2 separate regions of the Triticum aestivum genome follow, and region 2 is linked to region 1. The links are chromatin contacts, called in public Hi-C maps. All regions are on one chromosome and are shown on one strand. Each heading gives the region's core, a stretch centred on a gene start, on an enhancer-like site or on the middle of the called end of the contact. The rest is flanking DNA. Distances are from core to core; before and after follow the strand shown. Region 1 has its middle 53 kb from the start of LOC123051562. Region 2 holds the start of LOC123051562 (CBL-interacting protein kinase 2).

Region 1 (6,333 bases), core at 3,126-5,625:
AGTGGAAAGATGCCCTGGACTCGTGCTCGATCGGAACTGACAAGAAAAATCAAACATGCAACTTGCCGTACCCATAAAGATGCACTTTACTTAGAGTAGTAGTATTAGTATTATCGGTGGTCCATTTGGAGTGTAGCTACCATGGCCCCTACCTGCATGTCATCCTCCACGGGATCATGAACACATGGTCGCTTTTGCCCAAACAATTGGTCTCTCCATGAAACTACTACATCAAAAAAAGATTTGTTTTAGCTAGTGCCGAATGCTTGTCAAACAACTTTATAAAGTACTACTACGTAGTAACTTTTGAATATTCTACTCCATAATATCTTCACATACGAATCGCGAAGATTAGAAAAATATTGAATCATCAGCGGGGCGCAGACTAGCTAGAAGAGGGGTTGCTTTTGGAGAACCAATGGAACAAACACTCCCGTGGATGCAACGTGACGCCGTTCTTGATGGTATATCCAACATACACCTGTCGTCCAGCTGGTGGCTGCCTCAGGTCATGAAGCCCTAATCAGCCATATGGCCTCGGCTTCTATCTCTTGCACGTTGGATCCACCCGGTTGCCCAAGCCGTCACGCCTAGTGCCCATGATGATACTGTACGTAGTTGTTGATGCCGATTATTAGGCTGCGATGAAGATGCACATGCCAGATTCCTACCAGGTCGGGCGTCCGGATGCATGGCTTGCCGCTTGTTGAACATTGACTGTTCATCCGGTGTATCATTGTACACGATACATACTTCCTGTCTCCATAATAATAGAAAAAATAATCGTAAGAGTGCGTATCTGTGTGCATGCATGATTGAAAGCATCGGGCCTACGACGTGGCATGCTACATGGCTTGCATGCACGCGCGCATGGGAGCTAGAACTAGTGTTCGGGGACTACATATTTGCATGCAAGTAGTACATGCCCGTATCCAAACTCCAGACATTTTATTGTTCGAATATAAGTTAACTGTGTGTGTGTGTGTGTGTGTGTGTGTGTGTGTGTGTGTGTGTGTGTTCGAACGTATGGACAGGGCGTGCATGATGTGCCATGGATTTGGTCCTTCCTTCACGGGAGATTCTACGCCACGAAAGATATACTCGATCAAGGAAAGATTGGCGAACAGATCGGGACACGCACGCCCTTGTTCGAAAACGAAGTTAGAGAAGGACCATCTTTTTGTGTTGTGTGGTCATTGAGAGCCAATTTCATCGTGCCATCAGGCACAGTTGGATTCTCGCCGAGGTGAATGGGACGCGTCAATGTGACTGCATTCCCCCGCTAGCCGCTAGCTCCACAGTAGTAGTTGTTCGCAAGTCATGCTTTTGTTAGATCGACCTCGATGCGGGACTACACCAATAATTGGTTGATATTTTCATGGCCTGAGTAGCTCAGCAATTGTTTACCACTCTTGTTACTGTTATGGAGAATGAACCGGTAGAGAGAGAGAGAGAGAGAGAGAGAGAGAGAGAGAGAGAGAGAGAGAGAGAGAGAGAGAGAAGGGCGATCATCAGTTTTGTCGTCATTAGGTAGCTAAGGTTCATCTCAGCGGAACCGGACGCGCCGAAGTTTCAACACCCACACGGCACACAACACGTAGTTTCTTCGTTAAACCATGATTCTGTCCGAGTCCTAATAAACTCATAATTAGCATCAAAGAGGAATCAGGCAGTAAACCAAGGAATCAGCCCGTGGGTGGCTGCTCGCGGTGGCGGCTGCTTGTTCATGGTCGACGGATGGGTTTAGCTGTGATTGGGTGGGTGCAAGCAGCCGTCGCCTGTATGTTCTATGGTGTAATATGCCCGAAAATTGCTTGCTTGCTTGCTTTAGCATTTCGTTCAAGTTGGTTGGATCTATCATGTGCCTGCATGCACCTTCATGTGGCTCTCGTAAGTTATATCTTTGGGTCGGGTTGACCGGATGTCTAGGTCATCGGGAGCATCTGGGTCCGAATAAACGGCCCGTAGGAATGCAGGTGATGCGGACATGTACTATCAGCTCCCGAGCTCAAATGCTCTCTGATGAGTAGTAAAATAAAAAAATAGTACCAAAACAAATCAAAAAATTGTGATTTCTTTTGACAAATGTTTTGTTTGCTTGCAAAAAATTATCATTAAATGACCTTCGTGAAAGTGGTGGCCAAAGAAAAAACAAATTTGATGCTTCCAAACTGCTATTTTTGGAAACATTTTGGAGTGCTATGTTTCTTTCCCACACCCGTAAAAGATGCCCTTTACTTAGAACAAACGGTAGTACTCCCTCTGTAAACTGATATAAGAACGTTTAGATCACTACTTTAGTATTCTAAACGCTCTTATATTAGTTTACGGAGCAAGTACTATTATCGGTGGTTCCTCTGGAGTGTAGCTACGTGGCCCCTACCAGCATGCATGAACTGATGGGCACATGTACGCCTTTGCCCAAACAACTGTGAAACTCGTACATCAAAAATAGATTTATTGTAGCTAGTGGTGAATGGTTGCCAAACAACTTTACAAACTAGTGCTCCATGCATCTTTTGAATATTCTAATTCATAACATCTTCGTACACAAGGAGTACAGGTATAATAAATCAATAATACGTTAGCACGAAGATTAGAAAAATCTCGAATCATCGGCGCGGGCCCAGACTCTAGAACGGAAGGTTGCTTTTGGAGAACCAATGAAACTAAAACACTCGCATGGATGCAACGTGACCGTGTTCTTGAATCTTGATAGTACCCTACACCTGTCGTCCAGCCGGTGGCTGCCAGAGTAAAGTGCCAAGGTGTCAGTGGTCATGATGCCATAATCCGCCGCGTAGCCTCGGCTTCAATTTCTTGTACGTTTCGTTGATCCGGTCGCCAAAGCCGCCACGCCTAGTGTCCATGATTTCATGCTGATTATCAGGCCGCGATGGAGATGCACATGCCAGATGCCCGGCATTGACTGTTCATCCGGTGTGTCATTGTACACGAGACGTTCTTTCTGTCTCCATACGCAATAATAAGAGAAATCATTGTAGGAGTGCGTATGTGTGCGCGTGCTTGCGAGGCATGATGAGAAACATCGGGCCCGCGAGGTTTGTGTGGCATGCTACATGGCCTGCATGCATGGGTACGTCATGACATGTTCAAGCAGAGCATCGCTACAGCTGCCGTTCGTGCCGCACAAGCGCCAGTGGGGAACACATTGTTTGCTCCGCTGCTGGCGTGCGTGCACCCCGCTACCGCGGCCCGGGGGGACATGCCCATTGTCCATTGAGCAAGGAGATGGTGAAGTGGATGAAAGAGTTGTCAGCGATCGTCGTCGGGCTCGTAGATGCATGGAGTGGGGTGGCGTGTTGCGGGGATGAGCACGTAGCAGGAGAAGACGTAGGGGAGACGGGTGATATGGGAGTACGGGGATTGTCTGCTTTTTATTTTTTGTAGAAAAAAGGGGCACCAGGAGGAGAAAATGGCACGGCCGTTGGATGGTAATTGAACGAGCCGGTAGGACGGATGGTAATCCAACGTCCGTTAACGATGGGGCACTGCATATAAATTTGCATGCAATTGCATACTTGTCCGGTACATATATCCAATTTCCAGGTGTCTTTTCTTGTGTTCCGAAAATGAATTATCTGAGGCTTTTCCGCTTGCAAATGGATGGACTGGGCATACGTGCGCGATGTACCGCATATTTGATCCTTCCTCTACGGGAGATTCCACACCATGAAAGATATACTAGATCAAGGTAAGAGTGACGCCGTTGTCCGAAAATGAACCCTAGCTAATTTATGGAGAGAGGGACCATCTTCCGTCGTGGTCACCGCGAGCTAATTTCACCGTCCCATCAGCCACAGTTGGATTCTCTGTCTCCGACGTGATGGGACTCATACGTCCAGTTACGGGAAACCCACGCTGGCCGCTAAGGGTGTGTTTGGTTCGTGTCACCAAGTGGAACGGCACGGGTCCATTCCGTTCCTAGGGCCCATTCTTGTGTTTGGTTGATCTGAGGAGCAGGAACCCACTCGTTCCTGGAATGGCATATTCGCTCTTTACGCCGTTCCACGCGGTCTCTCCAAATCGAGCGGACCACGCAAAACCGCTCCTCTTCCTCCCGCAACTGCATCTCGTGTTCCCTCTTTTCCTTCCTCGCGCAACCTCTCGGGTAGCGGAGATTAGACAATGGTCCTAAGGCTTAATAATAACCCTACATGACGCAGCCAAACGCTCGAATTGTAGCTGTCAAAGAGGTCGCTGAGGCCGATACTCCGTCATGTCTTGCGGCCTTCGGCCGGCCTTGGCTGCAAGCAAGGCGAGCAAACGCTGGCCACATCATACGTACGACCTCTGGTTGGCCAAGAACTCCCTGGGCCCACGCAGGGTCACGTGGCGGGCCTCGGTAAGCTGATTCTGATACCATGGGCCCAGCCGTATAGCAGCTTGACACCTATACCCGGCCGGTGTGTCCCGTGAGACTGACGCTTGCACCGGCTCTCACCATCACACAAATTCGCAAATCAGACGTCTTGTCATGGAAATGCAATTCTGGCGAGCTAAATCATCGAAAGCTCGTAATTATATCTAGCTTAAACAGTCTTGACAAAATCAAACAGAACACTCAGGCCAGGATCAGAGCACCTGCTGCTCTTGTTCTCTTGCTCGTTTTTCTCAATGAGAACGTGATCTCCATTTTGTCAGTCAAAATAAAGCTATGGACAGAGCCAAATCGTGCTTGCTGATCGACCACTGACCTCAGATCACATCGATGCCTGGATAGGTGCAGTGTTTCAGAGAAAGAGTTGAGGTTTTTCCGGGAAACTTCGGCGCGTTGCAGAGGCTTTGGCAATACTGAACTGAACCAGTCCCTACCATGAGATGATAAGATTATGAAACGGGCAGAACCAGCGGCGGGGGAGAGACCCTGTCATTTTCAGCGGCTTAGACTAATGGACTCACCTAACCGGACATACACAAGGGACAGCGGGAATCAAATGGCAGTCCTAATCATGTTGGCCAAAGGTTGGACTTCCTTTTTCAATGGTTACCTGTCTAGATCGGTCACCAGAAAATTACGATTGGCTGTGAAATATCTGCTCTACTTTGCAGCTCGGGCCTAATGCAGACATCCGCTAGGCTTTCACTATGGTGTAAACAGGCATTTGCTACAATGGTGTCACAGTCCCGTGGCTAAATACAGTGGAGGAAACTGTTGTTGACTTGTGACAGCAGATGAGGTACAGCTAAGCATGGTAGGAAACCTAAATTGTATTACCCTTTGATGTTTTTCATCATTGTTCTATTAGCATTTGTACGCTTACATCACTGCAGACATTCTGGTTGACAGAGCCAGAAAATGCAGCATATTTGCATATTCTTTGTAAGTCGTTGAACGAAAAGAAAATTGGTCCTTCCAATATAAAATGAAAACACTGCAAATAAGAAAAGAACTGCGCCTAAGATTTTTAATTTATATCCGGAACCACATAATGATTGTTTGTGATTAGAAAAGACAAAAAGAACCCAAGTCCTACCAAAACAACCATCTCTTATGCTCAATATAATGGATTACTAACTCCATAATTGTTGATGTTTAATGCTGCTTTGCACTCTCGACCAGCTATTAACTGGAGCAGGCTCCTACTAGTATATACAGTAGTATATTCCATCACCAAATCATTACTAGCATGCTGCAATATGCACGACAAGAATCTACTCAAAACTGTATGGTACACTTCGATTCAGCGAGAGTTTGCCGGGCAATTGGTTCATCCAACAACTTAAACAATTAAGGTTCAAATAATTGATTTGTTTAAGGATGCCTAACTTCTTGCCACACACGTAGAAGATTCTCTTCATATAAGTTTTCTTCAAATAATGTAGAAGCATAATCATGTATAAAAATACACACCTAAATTGCAAGTATGGAAGAGATTAATTGTTTATACAAAATAAGGAAGCACATTTTAATAAATGATCAAGGAAAGAGGGACCCACGCCGCACACATCGTCACACCCTTGTTCGAAAATGGAGCTATAGAAAGAGGCCATTTTATTGCATCTCTACCCACCCCTCACCCACCCCCACCCCAACCCCCCAAAGTGATGTTTAATAACAAAAAAGGCGGGTTGGAGAATTAAGCCCCATCTAGCCCATTTCCAAACACTATTAACTTCTCACCCCTCATGTCTCAACCTTCTAGGCCCATTTTTCTCTAGAAACACCACTTCCCAGCAAATGTAGACATGTGTCTGTCCTTCCTCTCGGCGTCGACTCACCTCACGCCGCCGCCACACCCACGTTGACTCCCTAGCGATGCCACCCCCCCTCGCAGCCCCGCAGCCCTCTCCCGCATCTTCTCGTCAGTT
Region 2 (6,166 bases), core at 1,743-4,242, 54 kb before region 1:
GTCCTTGGAAAGACTTTTTGAACAATGACTTGGCATCTGTTCTGAAGACACCATGCTTTTAAATAAATCTTCATCGAAAGATGATAACTGAAGTTTACACAGACATCACTAGGGGAATGCAAACGAATAGCAAACATGGATAATAAAAATTACAGAAACACACGGACGCCTGGTAATTGATTGCCTCGAGTTGCAAAATGTTGCACCTGGCACAGTTCTTCTTAACATGGTTGCTGCTGTGGCTGCGGCTGCGGCTGCGGCTGCTGCTCGCCTTGCCACGCCCAGACTATGTCCTTGAGCGCTGGCCTCATCTCCTGGTTCAAGACCTTCTGGTACTCGATAGTATCACCGTTTGTCTTCTTCAACTCCACGAGATGGAAGTCAGGGGTGACCTCAAATATCTCAGCATCAATGGACATCACACCTTTCCTTCCAGGCTTGAAGCTTTCCATCCTCATCATGCCACCATCTTTCTTGACGAGCTTCAGTCGCATGCACTTTGCGATGTCCTCGATCTTTGACACGATCGTCGAAGCCGAGTTGGTGGATGTGAACTTGGACTCCCTCTTCTTGTCATTGTCCTCAAACATACCGGAGAGGTCGAGTCCAGTTGAGAGGGAGATTATATCAAAAGCATTCAAGTTGGAGAGCTTTTTTGCTTCTTGTTCCTTGCCCTCTGTTGCTGAGTTGCTGCAGCTCAAGGAATCAGAAGTCGCAGTCATGTCAGCAGCAGGAACGGCATCTTTTGCTTGTAAATTGTATCTGAGCAGCTTTGCATCTAGACCCTTCCTGAACCAAGGATGTTCCATGATTCTCTCAATCGAGATCCTTGTGCTGGGGTTAGGATCAAGAATCCTTAGCAGAAGCCTTCGAATGTCTGAAGAGAACCAACTCGGGCATTTGAACTCTGCTTTCCCAATCTTCTTATACATATTCATCAGATTCTTATCTTGGAAAGGGAGATACCCAGCCAAAAGCACAAAGAGGATCACCCCGCATGACCAGATGTCAGCCTTGGCGCCGTCATAGCCTTTCCTATTGATTACTTCAGGAGCAACATAAGCAGGCGTACCACAGGATGTGTGGAGCAACCCGTCAAGCCTTCTGCATTCAGAAATGGTACTGAGACCGAAATCTGAAACTTTCAGGTTGCTGTTCTCATCAAGAAGAAGGTTCTCAGGCTTCAAATCACGGTGATAGACGCCCCTGCTGTGACAAAAGTCAACCGCGCAGATCAGCTGCTGGAAGTACTTCCTTGCAGCATCTTCCTTGAGCCTTCCTCTCTGAACCTTGTTAAACAGCTCACCACCCTTCACATGCTCCAACACAAAGTAAATCTTTGTTTTGGTCGCCATGACCTCATACATCTGAACAATGTTTGGGTGCTTCACCAGCTTCATCACAGAGATCTCGCGCTTGATCTGATCCGTGAGCCCGCCCTTCAGAACCTTCTCCTTGTCGGTCACCTTGATGGCAACGCTCTGCGAGGTCTCGATGTTGCGGGCATGGTAGACCTTGGCAAAGGTCCCCTGCCCGAGCATCTTCCCCATCTCGTACTTCCCCATCAGAATATTCCCCTTCTGCTCTCCCATGACGGCAGGCAGATGTATGCTACGCACACAGAACAGCAGCAGCGAACCCGAACCTTGCAAGGGAGCCTGCGGGCGCTAGATAGCCTCAACCGTCCCCTCCGAGGTGGTAATCTAAGATGATGGTTGAGATGCCACGTCGAACCCCATTGTGCAGAAGCACATGGAAGAAGAGGTGTGTTGTGTGCTGCTGTGAAGCGGTGTCATCAAGGTCAATCAAAGCAGGAACAGGGGTGGCTACCCTGCCGATTCCCTCGCAAGGTAGCTCTCTAGCATGCAAACACATCTCTCTGCATTCCCTAAGATGGTTCCTCCTTGTGGAAATCCAGGTACTGTCAATCAAGAAAGTAAAGGCATAACGTTAGCCATGGAGCAATCTGTAGTGGAGACAAATCATTCCGAAACTAGAAGATTCTTCTATATGCAGAAGAAGGGAAAAATCCCGAAATTAGAAGATTGTTCTATATGCAGAAGATGGGAAAATAAATCTCTTCCGCATACAGGACCACAAGCATATCATACCATAGAAAGTCGGAAACGAACGAAAAGCTAACTTGCATCCCTTAGCCGGATTAAGAGGGGTCTAAACTGCCATCAGATGCGTCCCTTAGCCCGATTAAGAGGCGTCTAAACTCCAACCAGATGCGTCTCTCAGCCGGATTATTAAGAGTGGTGTAAACTGCAATCAACCAGATGCGGTTGTCCAACTTTCTATGGCACCTAGCTGATGGATCTGTTTATCTCCGCGCATAACCAACCTATCACGCCAAAACTTTCTCACTGCCAAAACAGAGGAGACAAGGCCCGGAAACGCGCATCTGACCAAGGAGCTAAACGAGGCAACCGGCACGAACGAACAACAGGAGAAGGAGAAGGACTATCTCCGCTCTGCACATAGAAATCTACTGCCAACTCCCGAGGAAAAAACAGGTGTTTCAGAGACCGCAGACGCACCAAATCGACGAGCCCCCTAGAGCCTAGATGACATGTTTCGGCCCGCTAGATGACATGCCTCGCGCACACAGGTCGCAGACGACGAATCACTACCAAACATAGGGACTGCACTGGAACCGAAGACAGAAGCAGGGAGGCGTGAGTCCGTACCAGATCCCGGCGGCTGGCGACGCGAACGGAACCGCAGCAGCAGCCCCGGAGGTGGCTAGATCCCTTCCCTTCCTCCGCGAAGAATCGGCAGCGCTCGCGAGGAGGGCGGCGGGGTAGGTCTAGGGGAGGGAGGAGGGAGGAGGCGGATGCGTGGGCGGCGGGGCTGGGAGACGGCGGAGTGGTGGCAGATTTGCGGCTCTTCTGTTGGGGGTGGGAGGTTGAGTTTGTTTCTTCCTTTTTCTAGAGTCTGGTGTGGTGCGAGGGAGAGTGTTGTGCGGCGAAAGGTTCAGCTTGAGAGGCGGCTCCGTTTTATACGCGCCGCGGCGGCCAACCCCCCGCCCGCTAGGGATGGATGGATCCGTTCTCGCCGAGAGGGAGAGATATTCCTGCCCCGCAAACCGCCCACCCACCGCCCGCAGCTGTGGGCCGGTAAAATTACGTCCCCGCGGGGCCCGCCAATAATGCGCTGGCCTGTCCGCTGCTGCGACGGACGGACGGACCAAATTAGATCGGCCCGCTGCACCCTCCCACGGCCCTCCTCCGCCGTCCGTTCGGCCAACGAACCGGGTTTCGTATGTCTACGTGTGGATCCCGTGCCTGGCCCTTGTTTTACGTGCGTGATGCTACTCCATAATTGTAGGGTCGCAGCCAAGGATCTTCTTGACCCGCGGCTGTAATTTCTTGCGGATTTTGTAGCAAAGCTCTAGCTGGCCCGATCGTGCTAGATGGCAATGTGCCAGCTTCGAAATCGAAACATCGGGGAATAATACTACTGTTTTTCCTTAGGGGAATAATAGTAATAGTACTGTTGAGTGGCGAAATCCAAAGTATTTACTAGCGCCAGATTTGCCCGCAAGAAGAGTAATAAATAAATAAAGACGCTACGGCGCAACGCGGCCCTACGCCGTCCGATCGGCATGCCTGAGGTCACGAGGATGCCATGGCTAACATGGGGTCGTACGGCCCGTCGCGCCTTAGTAATCTCCAAAGGAAATTTCGCCACTGAGGTCTACGCAGCACGTGGGAGAGATTATCGAAGCACGCACGAATCGGTCCGCCCGCGTAGCCATGTGCCGACCGCCCAGCGCTTCGTATCAGCGATTCGCATCAGCTAGCGGTGCGCGCAGGAGGGAGGAAGGGAAGGAAAGCGAGAGGGAGGAGGAAGAGGCCAAAGCAAAACACGGCGCCTCCTCGTGCCCGGCCGTAAAAGCCCACCTCCCATCGTCCCGGCTAAGTTAGGCACGAGAAAGCGTCACGGTCGGGGCCAACAAACGTACACAATCAGTGGAAAATGGGACGTCCAATCCCCTCCCACGCCCGTAAAGGCGATGTGTTTTGCTTAGAATAGTGGCATTATTATTCCGGTGGCTCGCTTGGAGCCTTGCAGCCCATGCATGGCGTCGAGAGACCGGAGGCATATATGCGACGATATGCATGCAGTGTTGTTGCTCGATCCGTCTCAGGGCGACTCCTTCCAACAGACGGGGGCAAGAGCAATGATGCTATGCTTATTTTACGATATCTTTGGCACACAGAGTGGTCAATGCTGCTGCTAGTATTTTAGCACGAATTATGGAGGCTAGAAAATTGGCAAATCATCCCCGGCCGGGACGGACGGCTAGGCTAGGCTAGAGCGGAGCAGATAGCTTTTTGGAGAACCAATGAGACATAGAATATGCGTGCACTCCGGCGGCCCGGCCAAGCAATGTGGTGATGATGTAGTACGGTACGTTCTTCATCGCTTCCTACACCTGTCCTCCAGTCCAGTCGGTGCTACCCCCAACTACAAGCCTCATTATTAGAAAGCTACATTTTCGGTGAAGTGGACTTTCAGAGAAGCATTCTCTTTTCCACTCGAATAGCTTTTCCTTTTTCGGTTTGTCATCGACTATGGGAAAGAGGTTTTCGTAACATACTATGTATTTTGCGGCAATCCACACTTTAAAAGAAAAATGGGTCAATCTTCTATATGTGCCACATGTTGTCTTGAAAGCATGACTCATGTTCACGCCAGGGTGCCTTCTGTTTTTGTGGCCAAGTTTGCCCTACCAAAATTTTGAGGTGTTGCTTTTCCATGATTTCACTAAAGAACTAGTGAGGGGCTAAAGAAGCATTGAGGGCATCTTCAAAGTTGACGTCGAAAACGGACATGGTATACGGGGTCGGCCATCTAACACTATGCCTCAAAGGTCTACCTTTGTTATTATTTTTTAATATCAAAGACAAGTGTAGTGTGGATTTGGGTGGAGTGATGGTCATTTTACAGCATATGCTAGCCTTTCACCAAATGCTATACACCGTGCCAAATGCTAATCAAGTACACCTTTCGCCAAATGTGTAGTACCATTTTCATAGCTTCCGTCAAATGCTAATCATCTCCTAGTACACCTTGCACCAAAGGGTCCAAGTGCTAATCACCTTCCAGTACACCTTTGGCCAAATGCCTTTGGTCATTTTCAACGCTTCCGCCAAATGCACAAATGCTAATCACCTTTAAGATGCCAGCCTTCCGCCAACTTAATTATCTTTCACAGCGGGTTCCGCCATCCGAACGAAGAGGAAGAAGGGTACATGGTGGCTTTTGGTTCATTGTGTGGACATCCGGACTCCCGCAAAGTCCCACTGGTTTACTTCCGGTTTGCGGATTTTTGGTGATGCCCTAACATGCCGAAAAAAGTTAGCAGTAATCTGGACAACAACAATGTTTTGATCATGGCCTAAAATTTGACAGGGTAGATTTTGTTGGCTATCCAAGCATGGCATAGATATCTTCACTCCCATCCGCGTCCGAAAACAAAGCTTACACATCGCCCCGTGAAGAACTCGCGTGCCAACCGGTAGGGAGTTTGAGGTGGCCTGTAGCCGTAGGTACGCGTACCGGCACTAGCACGCGAGGGTGTTGGCGTCGGCGTACTAACCAAAGTATGGAGTAGCTTAACCATCACTGATGACATGGCCTAATCGTGGGACTCTCGTTCTATTCATTTCTTGTACGCTTCGCTCGTCCAGATCGGTTGCCAAAGCCGTGACGACTGACGGCTACTAAGGACGAGCTAGCTAGCTGTTGATCATGCATTATTAGAGGCTACGGACGATGCAGACGCAGATGCGAGGCATCTTCAAGGAAGGAAGAAAAGAGGGAGATGCGTTTTTTTCTTTTTTGAAACTAGAGATGCAGATGTGTTGAGACGTCACGAGCTCAGAGTCACTTGCGAAACACCCAGTGTGCAACTCTTTGTATAATAAATAATAATAATAATAATAATAATATACGTCGAGTGATATTTTAGGAAAACACAGAAGTGTTATTTTGCTCCTAGGTGAACTGTAAATTTTGGAAAAATAGCAACAAAATTCAAGAAATTCTCATTTTCCATGACGAACATTGCTGAATATTTTACCAACATGTAACTTTCGTGATGAAGAAACATTCACATCACGATTTTTGCATGTTGGTTGAACACTCAACAAAG

Evidence for each region. A called contact is a pair of places that touch in the nucleus more often than the background predicts.
Region 2: a Hi-C map of leaf shows a contact between it and region 1, with 2.3 times the contacts expected there. The contact joins the promoter of LOC123051562 here to the enhancer-like site in region 1. A contact is called at or near these places in 3 of 5 Hi-C or Micro-C datasets (leaf and an unstated tissue).

What each region holds. Positions count from the first base shown.
Region 1 is chr2D:61,451,108-61,457,440 of IWGSC CS RefSeq v2.1, reverse strand. No RefSeq gene overlaps it. Among protein-coding and RNA genes, the nearest start is that of LOC123051562, 53 kb to the left of the region's middle. Within about 2 kb of position 4,375, at least 3 of the 8 cell types and tissues checked have an H3K27ac peak or open chromatin away from gene starts, as enhancers often do. A contact at or near this core is called in leaf, where this site is marked.
Region 2 is chr2D:61,504,171-61,510,336 of IWGSC CS RefSeq v2.1, reverse strand. It overlaps LOC123051562 (CBL-interacting protein kinase 2), which reads right to left and starts at 2,992. Exons shown (of 2, transcript XM_044474470.1): 1 at 2,694-2,992; 2 at 38-1,921. The coding sequence starts at 1,592. The coding sequence ends at 222.